Regions from separate parts of the Dromaius novaehollandiae genome. Here region 2 is linked to region 1. A link is a contact called in public Hi-C data. All regions are on one chromosome and are shown on one strand. The core of a region is the stretch at or near the end of the contact, and the rest is flanking DNA. Distances in the headings are between cores, read along the strand shown. Region 1 holds the start of SPATA7 (spermatogenesis associated 7). Region 2 has its middle 15 kb from the start of GPR65.

Evidence for each region. A called contact is a pair of places that touch in the nucleus more often than the background predicts.
Region 2: a Hi-C map of ovary shows a contact between it and region 1, with 2.3 times the contacts expected there. The contact joins the enhancer-like site here to the promoter of SPATA7 in region 1. A contact is called at or near these places in 2 of 4 Hi-C or Micro-C datasets (brain and ovary).

The regions. Positions count from the first base shown.
Region 1 is chr5:21,029,517-21,034,246 of bDroNov1.hap1, forward strand. It overlaps SPATA7 (spermatogenesis associated 7), which reads right to left and starts at 1,949. Exons shown (of 13, transcript XM_064512217.1): 1 at 1,838-1,949.
Region 2 is chr5:21,182,884-21,188,218 of bDroNov1.hap1, forward strand. No RefSeq gene overlaps it. Among named protein-coding and RNA genes, the nearest start is that of GPR65, 15 kb to the right of the region's middle. Within about 2 kb of position 3,913, at least 1 of the 2 cell types and tissues checked has open chromatin away from gene starts, as enhancers often do.

The sequences.
Region 1 (4,730 bases), core at 699-3,198:
AAAACATTTCCATGCAAGCCCTACATACAGAAAAAATTTTACTTCTTACTTTTGCTTAGTATTCTCACCAGACAAAACAGAAAGCCTGATACGAAACAAGTACAAAATTCTGTTTCTTTCTTGACAATTACAAGGCCCGAGCTGAACAGGAAGCTTAGCAAGGAGTACATTAGGGCACAAAACAGAGTATCCCACCTATTCTGTATCAGCTTTCCAGACAGACAGTGTGTAGACCCAAGTATCTTTAAGAGAAACCACAGATGTGATGTGTTCTGCCTTTTATAAATTGCTTGCAAGCAATCCACTGGCTGTTCTGCCAAGTTCACTCAGGCACGTGGATTTGCTAAGTTAGCTCATGCTAAGGAAGCTATATCCTCACCTGTGCTAATCCCTGTTGTCTGCAGGGATGTTTCCTGAGTGTCTGTGAAAGTAGGCAAAGGGCTGTATGTACTGCTTACTCTGTGATAACTTCCTATGCAGACAAGCTGTAACTTCCCATGTAGACGGAGAAGCTGTCAGATGAGACAGATAATTCCTTCCAACTTGTGAAGTATTTTACATTCTTACATTTGATTTAGCAGGAGTTACTCATGCAAAGCTTGCCGCAACCTGAATGAAATTTAGATCTTATATCCTATTTATTCTCATTTTACGGTTAACTGATAATCAGCACCCTTTTAAATTCTCCATTAAAGTAAATATTTTGAGAATCAAGAATATAATTTGTCAGAAAAAGGATAAACCCTTAATAAAATTGTCTTTATACTGAGTAAGAGGACATCTTCCATGGAGACTGTAAAAGCATAAAACTTGATTGCACAAGATACTAGGCTTTGCTCTGAAATTCAAATTTCTATGTGGTATTAGAATTTGTGTCAAAACTCCATTTTGATATTGAACATCTTTTGGAGCGACATCTGCCATTGTCTCCAAAGACCTGAACCGCCACCACTGAGATGCACCATGAAAGTGTAACGCGGTCTCAGAAGGCCTGACCTAACAGAGCTATGTATGATTTAGACATTACGTGAAGCAGCAATACTCTTCTTATTCAACATTTACAGGATAAATTTCTATCTTTGTTATTTATTATACATGTCACCATCAAGTTCAAATCTAAAAATATTTTCGACATTTTCCAAGAGCTAGAGCCGGATCCTGCAAACATTTTCATATGTTTACACCTGCTTTTTTTATGCCAAATGCCACTAAGATTATTCACAGGAACAGAGCACAACAGCAGGCCGCAGCAGATTAAATTAGGTAAGGAATCATTTTATGGAAGCTTTGATGCTTTAGTCTTTTATTTTTCAGCTACAACTGGATTAAAACCCTACTAAAACAACAAACTGAAATCCGCATCCAAACAACGCCTAAACGATGCCCTACGCACAAGATAAAATCCATCACGGCCCACAAACACCAGCTCTGGGGAAGTAAGAAGTTGACCCCGAAAGGCACAGACACCTAGGCCGTGAAATAAAATAAAGCGGCTCCCACAGACGAGTCACGGCCGCAGCAGCAAAGGCCGCCACAACGCACACGCACATGTACCACGATGTCGCCAGCGCGGCGGCTCGGGGCCGCGCAGGGAGCCGGCACCAGCGCGGCCGGGGGCCCGGCCCCCCGGGGCCACGAGCTGCGCTTCCCGGGCGGCGCGGCGCCGCTCCGCTCCGCTCCGCTCCGGCCTGGCGGGGCCCGGCACCGCCCCCGGGAGCAGCCGCCGCGAGGCCGGAAGGAGGTGCCGCCCGCCCCGCAGGCCGCGCCGCCGCCCCGGGAGGGCCGGGGCTGGAGCGCGCCCCGCGCCGCCCGCCGCGACCGAGCCCCCGGCCCGCACCTCGGCTCCGCCTGCCGCCGCTCTCCATCCTCACCCCCATGCTGCCGGCCGGGCCCGCGGCGGCAGCGCGGGCCGGCGCTTGGCTCTGCCGCGGCGGATTGGCCCGGCCGCGGAGGCGGCGGCGGCGGCGGCGGCGGCGGCGGGGCGGGGCGGGGCGGGGCGGGGCGCCGGGCCGGGCCGCCGCCGACGTTGCCATGGCCACGGGAGCGCGGCGGGCGGCGGAGGGGCAGGCCGCGGGCGGCGGGGGGATTTTCCCCCGCGCGGCTCTCACCGCGGGCGGGGGCTCAGAAATGCCGCCCCCGGTCCCGTGGGGAGGCCTGCGGCCCTGAGCGCCAAGCCCGCGCCTCCGCAGCCTGGCTGGCCTGAGCCTGGGGCCTGGGGCCTGGAGATTGGAGCTGGGGCCTGGGACCTGGCACCCGGGACCTGGCCTGGCGGCCACCCCCGGCCTTCTAGATGCCCCTGCTACAGGCTTAAAAATCTGAAAAGCGCTTTTCCAAATGTGTTGCTGTGAGTCCTGTTACATGAACCGGGTAAAGCTGGATTGCAGGTGACCAGATGTCTTCTTAAGTGATAGGTTACGGTTTAGCAGAAGTTTTTCTTCATTAGTGGAAGGTGTAATGTTGAGGCTTTTTCCTTGTAATGTGACTTGGAAGCCAAAGGGTAAAGGAGTGATTTAAGTCAAATTACTCCTTGTTCAGAGGAGTGAATGGCAAGTAGGCTCTCCCAGAGAGTGAGCTTAGCCCAGTCTCAGTACGTTACACTGAAGAAATTCACTCACGGGGTCTTTCAAAATAAGCAGCACTTTAAAAATGTAAACTTCTGAAAAGTAGCATTTGATCATATCACTGATGACTATTAATGCTGATGAATTTGTTCTTAACCTTTTGAAGAAGTGATAGCTTTGCATTTACTTTTTGTCAGGTAGACTTTTTTTTTTTGCTTTAATGTGAAATCTCTGAACATTTTTGCAAGAAAATTCTTGGTGTATACATTTAGAGTGACATTTTTACTCAGCGATCAGCCAGGTTACTCTGTTCACCTACGTATCCAGACACCTCAGAAGAGGCTAAGTGTTGTCTGAGCCAGAGGGAGGAAGTTTCAGAAGAGCTGTTGTAATTCTGGTTAGTAACTACCTGCACTGTGCAGGGTTCAGCTCTCCAGGAAAGTGACCTCTCACATTAGTGGTGAAATTAGAGCTCTCTGAGTCCGTTGTAGAAAACTAGTGTATTTGTTACCCATGAAACTGAGCTAACACATGTTTAACCCTTCTGAGATGTAAGAAGTAGCTTCTAGGGAGTCGTCATTCAGTAATTAATCCAAAGAGAATCGTGAAGTTACTCTAATAAAAATCTCATATGCTGCGTTTGCTAAGAGGTTTTTCTGCTAGCCAGTAGGAAGTTGCTTCATTTAAATGCTCGCACTTCAACATGAGTTATTGAAGAGGTGTGGCAAAGGATTTTAATTGCAAAATGGACATTTTACATCTTGATAATTCCTCTTTACCATCTAGAAATGATTTCTGATTATAGACATATCCATGTTGGATGAAGCCTGTGGTTTATGTAACCCAGTACTTCGTGTGTAACAGTACTCTACCAGATACTTCAGAAAACTTGAATATTTTGTCGATAGCTGAAGTCTCTTCCTAACTCCTAGGTCTTGGTGGTCAGCCTATGACTTGCTTTCAAAGCTTTTTCAGTTCCTTTTATAATTTTTGATGCTCCTATTAATTATATAAATGTCTAGTACTCCTTGGAAATGACCTTCGTTCTTGGCCTCCACATTATATCAATCATTTCAACAGTCTAATATTGCTAGTTTTTATAAAGCGCCTATTACCATGGTATTTCAACTCCTATGAACCACAATGTCATAAATAACTTATCTTTTTTGCCAAAGCCAAGCCCTTTGATAGCATATTGTCTTTTTCTCTTATGTTTCTTTTGGACGGGAGGTCAGTGATATCAGAGAGAGTGTCTCTTCTGTTGACTCCTCCATGCAGAACGTATAAATCCAGAAAGCCCCAAATCCAACAGTTCTCATTTTCTCTTCTGTAAAGCAGATTCTTGACTGCATGTGAAACTGCAAATTTGGGGAGAAGGTCCCAGGAAATTAATTACCTTAGTTCTTGTGTTTAAATGTCTGTTTTAAACTTTTTTGAAATAATCCAAATGTTTAAACCATTAGATTGTGGAGCTAGAAATTGTCTAAATATAGTTTCCATTTCAGATACCTGAAGATACTACAGAGAATGTAAGTGCATGAGATTCACACCTCCATGGTATCCCAAGAAATAATTACAGCTTTCTGTATTGGCTACAGCAAGATCATTCTATAGAAAATACTCTTCTGTTTATGAGCTGTTCATAGTAATAATTTTATACTTTTTTAATACTTTTTTTGTTTCATTGTCCCAATTCTGAATTTCAGATTCCCGAATTCTTGGTATACTGTACCTAATGTGTAATAAGTGGGCTGTTTTGTCTGACCAAAATGATCTTTTTCTTCATAATTTCCTTCCTATTGTTCCTATACTTTTTTTCACCGTTCGGATTATTAGAACACTTAAACCTAAGTGAGCATTTTGAGAAACACAGCAACTATTCTCCTGGTTACTAGGCAACACTGAAAGAATGTAGCTATTTCTACTAGTTTCCTCACAATCAGCAGTCACAGTATCCTAGAAATGTCCCAGGTCTGAGATTTCTGAGCTCAAATGACAACATATATCAAAGCTTAATGTATTTCTGAATGGTCTGATTCACATTCCTTGGCCTTTGGCTCCCCTTAACTTCTAAGAGTTTGTGTGTATGTGTAGATATATATGTGTGTATATATATGTTTTAAGTGTAATTAAAAAGTAACACAGATATATAGCAATGCACAAACACAT
Region 2 (5,335 bases), core at 2,663-5,162, 160 kb after region 1:
ATGTCTTGCAGCAGCTGAAAAAAGACAGGATAACATGGAGGCATCTCGTTCCTGTGTTCTCTCATTGGAACAAATCTGGCTGTGCTGAAGTGGGTTTTCCAGGGTTCGAATCGGAGCTCATATGTTCCTAGTTAATATTTTAGGGATGTGAGAACCTCACTATGCCTGGGGGCTAAAAGACGAGATCATCTGGGGGACGAATTGGGGCAGTCTAATCTGCTATGGCAGGAGAAGTAGTGGGTAACTGAGGCAGCACAGGGCCAAACTGAAACCCTTGTAAACAAACTGGTACAAACTGCAACTGACTAAACTCAGAGATGAACCCACTGACTTTTTGAAAAGGTGCCTCCAAAGAAGAGTAGATGTAGGTGAATTTGGTTCCAGGACCTAGGGATATCCCAAATGCAAGATGCTCCTGCCAGAAAAAGAAAGAACAAAGTTTCTCCTTTCTTCTCTAACAAACTGAAATTTTAAAAAGGGGTAAAATCAGACAAGATGATATATTATGAGAAATGCTGGAAAGACAGAAGGAAGATTTTACCTTTATTCTTCATATTAGCAAGTACTGATCTCACTATGCACCATGTCAAGGTTTAAAAGAGAAATTTAATTTTACTTCTAAAGACAGTCTGAAACTGTAACATAACTGTAACACATAGAGCAGCTTCTTTTGCTTGGTATAACTACTTCTGCACTGAGAAATCACACCTCAGCAGGCTCTGAATATCTGCTCTCACAGGTTTCTCAGAAACCATTTAAATCAAGTTAACATTATGTTTGAAATCTTGTACTTTTCTGAGCAAAGCTGAATTATTTGGCTATTGTCATTTCCTGCAATTCAGCATGAATTTAGATCTGCATGATGGTATTCCATGGTAAAGAAGTAAAGTTTATTGTGTCAAACAACTTTTTATGTTAGAACCACATTTTCTCAGTGACTTCAGTTGTAAGAAGTTCTTCAGAAGAACTAACAAAGACAAAAATAACCTAGATAACAGGAAACACAAAAAGGGATTAAAAAACAGAAAGTCATCTGCGGGTTGCATTAAAAAGGAACCCAGGTTACACAGTGACAGTTTATTTTGATACTGTAGGCCTCTAAACTTAGTAGTGGTTGACTTTGGAGTTCATTCAAATTCTCACAAAATTCTCTTGAATTCTGCTTACAGAGTTCACTGTGGTAAATGTATCCTTTCTGACCCAGGCAAAATACTAATGCTGAGTGAGGCTTTTTTCCTTTTTTTTTTTTTTTTTTTTTTTTTTTAACATAATATGACACTTCCCTGTATTGTGCAGTTGCTTAGATTAGTAATAAACATGTGAGTAGAGAGTATTTTGTAAATGTTCTTTTGGACATACAAGGGAGCAAAGTGGAGCAATATAGAAGAATGAATGTGGGGAAAATACAAAGGAAAAGAAGGGAATGGATGTCAAAGCTTAGTGAAACGGAGGCAGAAGGAAAAGGAAGAAGTTATTGGATGGACTTGTATGAACTATCATTTTCTGCTATTGTCAAATTAAAGAATTAAATATATAAGACTGGACCAGTGAAATGAGAGTTGATGGTGTACTATAGGTTATCATCTGCACTTTAGTGGCCAGGTAGGTCCTGATGGTAAAAAGAGAAAGTACATATTATCATTCAACACACAGTTTATTAGTTGAATTCCTTGTTTTAGTTCGATACATTTGGAATCATCTCAGAGTATTACATTATTGAAACATACTTTTTTCATATGAATAATATAGCCTAGAATAAAAATTGAGCACAAAGGAGCAAAGCTAATAAATGCTGAGAATTTAATTCATTCCATACTGCTTCCTGAAACACATAAATCACTTTGAATTAAAGACCAAAGTTGTTTAAAATGTTAGCTAATTAATGAGTCTTTTGACTTTTAAGGTTGAGGAGATTCATAGTTGCCACTAAACTAATGGAAGAGGCTTGTGTAATTGGTCTGTCTGGTCTTATTACATTAAGAATACTAATAACATGGCAAAGGATAAAGAAATATTGTAGTTAAAGAGTTATAGTGAGGAGAAGAAAGTACTACCATTGACAAAACTGTAATTGAACTGGTAATATAGTTAACGGAAGGAGCAGGCCTAGTCCTCCTGGGAAGCAGGTGTGGTGAGTATAAAGCATCTGAAAAAGGTTTATTCTAATGTGAGCTCCTTGGAGAAAACTGGGAAGAACCAGTATTGATCAAGATAAGAAGCTGGATATTGCAGAGCTAAGTGATAGAATAGCTTAACACCAATATAGCATTTGAAAAGTCTGATTGTTGAGAAATGATAGAGATGAAAGTGGTTCACTATATTTCAGGGAAGTGTGTCTGCAAAGAAAGGAGAATGGGTAAAACATGAATCTGCCTAGGGTGGTCATTCAGCAATACAAAACATGTTCTGATGTACTTCGAGACTGACAGTAAGAGAGCTGTAACCTTGGGAACTTATCCGCTATAAATGCCTGAGGAGAGGAGCTGACCCATCTCAGGACGAATAAATACAAGGGAGGAGGGAGACATAATTAAACAAAAAAGTGTTGCAAAGTAAAGTAAGTATAAACCAGCTGATAATAACTCTAGGCTGGAAGAAAGCTTGTGACCGTCAGTGTTGGGCATTTTGATTTTTCCTTTCTTTCAGTCTCCAGGTCTGACGATCCACAGCCTTAGAGCTTGCAGCAGCTTGAGGCGGAGTCTGGAAGGATCATGACAGTTCACCCGGTCCTCGGAGAAACTCAGGGCACAGCAGCCAGCTCTCTTTTCTTCTGCAAAAACCACATCTTTAAGACAAAATTTTTGTGCTTTTCTGATCACATCTCATTCTCTAAATCCTGGCTAAACAGAGCAAAATCGCCACCTAGTGAGGATAGTGTCTCAGTTCACTCGTTTCAATCTTTGTTGCAAATACAATAGGAAAGACAATAGTCTTTATGTAATTTTTTGCTACATTTCTCTGAGTTAAAGTGCTACATAATGCTTTGCAAGAACAAAGTAAGCATTTAAGCAAAAATGAATTTGCAGAGGTGATAGGAAAGCAGGCATTCTCCAGAAGATAGTATGTGTCCAAGCAGAGATTACTACTCTCTCCTTCTGCAACCACAAAGCTGGCTCAGACCTTATAAAAAGCAGCTGCTTTAAAATCTTTATAAAATGCCTAGCAAATCAGGTTCACCATAGTGTTGAGATTTTATTAGAAATAATGACATTTAAAACGTCACTTATTTTGGGTTCTCTTTTCCCCTCCTACATTTAAGCATTTAATATTCATGTTCTCAAGATTCTTCGTGCATTGATAGACATACACACACAAAAAAACCCCAAGGAAACAAGAAAAGGAAAGGGAAAATACCTGAGAACCTCCAGATACAGAACCTGTGACTTTCAAACGAAATTGAAATTTTTCATATGAAAAATTTCTGATGAAATCATGAGTGTAAATAACAGTGAGACAGCCAGAATTTGCTGGGGGTTTTTTTGTTTGTTTTTGTTTTTTCCCCAAGTTAAGTTATCTCTGTTTACTTCCCTTGGTTAAGATAGAGTTATGGTGGTCATTGCTAATAAATATTTCTACATCTTTTTGAAACTATTTATGTCAGGCTTATCTAAAGTCAAATTTTGAATCTCCTGGTGAAGTAGCAAGGAATCTACTGGTGTAGTAGAGATTCCCCCCCCCCCCCACCCCCCCAAAAAAAAAACTTTAGGACTGAATTTTCCCTTTCCAAAAGGAGTTAACTTTAAACCACTAAATGCTTAAATTTCTCTCTGGTGTTCCACAAAACTAAATCATCCTCAAAGTGTGAATGCTACATTTAGCGATGAAATGTGCTACTCATACAGAACATGGGGAGTTACAGCAGCTGCAGATTTCAGCCTTAAATGCTGAGTCACCAGGAATGGCTTTGGAATACGCTGCAGTATTTTACTACTTTTGTTGTATTATGTGTTCCCACAGCAACACATGGACTGGGTTGAGACACTGCTATTGTGCACCAATGGCCATGCAGATAGGCAGGAAGATTTGAATCAGTCATGTCAAAAGAGAGGTCCAGAAAACTGCATATGACCTCTCACACATTTCTGGCACTAATTCTGCAACAAATGCATGAGAACAAATAAAAATGTAAGGGATAACAAATGCAGGATTGCTCTTCTGTACCATATTCTCATACAAAGATTTTTCTGAACTTGCTTGTGCTACACAGAACCTGTATGCAGGTTCACTGCTTGAAGGCCAGGCATTTGTGCACGCTCTCTGCAGGCCAGGATGGAGAGCTCGCTTCTGCCTGCATGGGGTTGACATGAATGTATCAGCAGGGCTCCTCTTTTCTGCATTCACCTGCTGCACTGCATTCTGAGACAGAGCAGAAAATTATTTATGGTGCTGCACTCCATGAGGAAGAGCAAGGAAAAGATGGATAAAGCCATATGTTTATTCTCTCTTGTTCTGAGTGTAAGATTAATCTCAGAAATTGCTTCATAGATATTTTGCACTGTTAGAGTTCTTGCCCTCTAAGAAGCAAGGCTTTTTACCTCATTCAGGAGTCCTTGGGTCGCCTAAGGTAAAAAGATACCTCAGAAGACAGGTTGCCATAGGCCAGCCCACTTTGCGAGAGCTTGGAGACCTCGTATGGGAGACCTTGAGACCCTAACTAACCTGTAGGGACACTGAGGTATCAGGGGAAGGAGAGGAAAAGTTATTAAACAGGCAGCAACAGCGGGAAAGAGCTGTGTCCTGAGGCTTTTAGTTGCACCTTCTCACACCTGGTTATCGTCTGTTGCGTGTCTGGATCGATGGAGGAAAGCTGAACTGAGAGGGACTGTAGGAGCTGCAGAGTCATGAGGGTGACCCGCGTGTATGTGCTCTACTGATTTGATTGAGTTTTCCATCTGGCACCTGCAGTTAGTCTGTTCAAGGGAATATGAGGGGGAAGATGCTTTTTCCCTTTCTTTTGCATCCCAGCCTTCTTTTGTGCCCACTGAAGTGGAGCCACTAATCTTGCAACTTCCTCAGAAGACACGCTCCATCAGCCTTGCCTCCTCGGTCTCACCACTTCACCCCCTTTCTAAGTCTGTGAGCCAAGGTGATTCTGCGCAGACTGGGTTAACAGGATGAGCTGCATGTTCCTCACAGTGTCTCAATCTGACAATGCCGCATGTAATTAAATTTGGGTGAAAGAGAAGACTAGGTACAGACCTCTCCTTTAGATTGTGGTGCTCTGGCTTTACTACTTGCCATGGTATCTACAATGGTACCCATTGCTCTACCAGAACAAGTAAACCGAGGGGACAATTTTTCCAGTAGGTTAATGGATCCCTGAAACAGGGCTGGG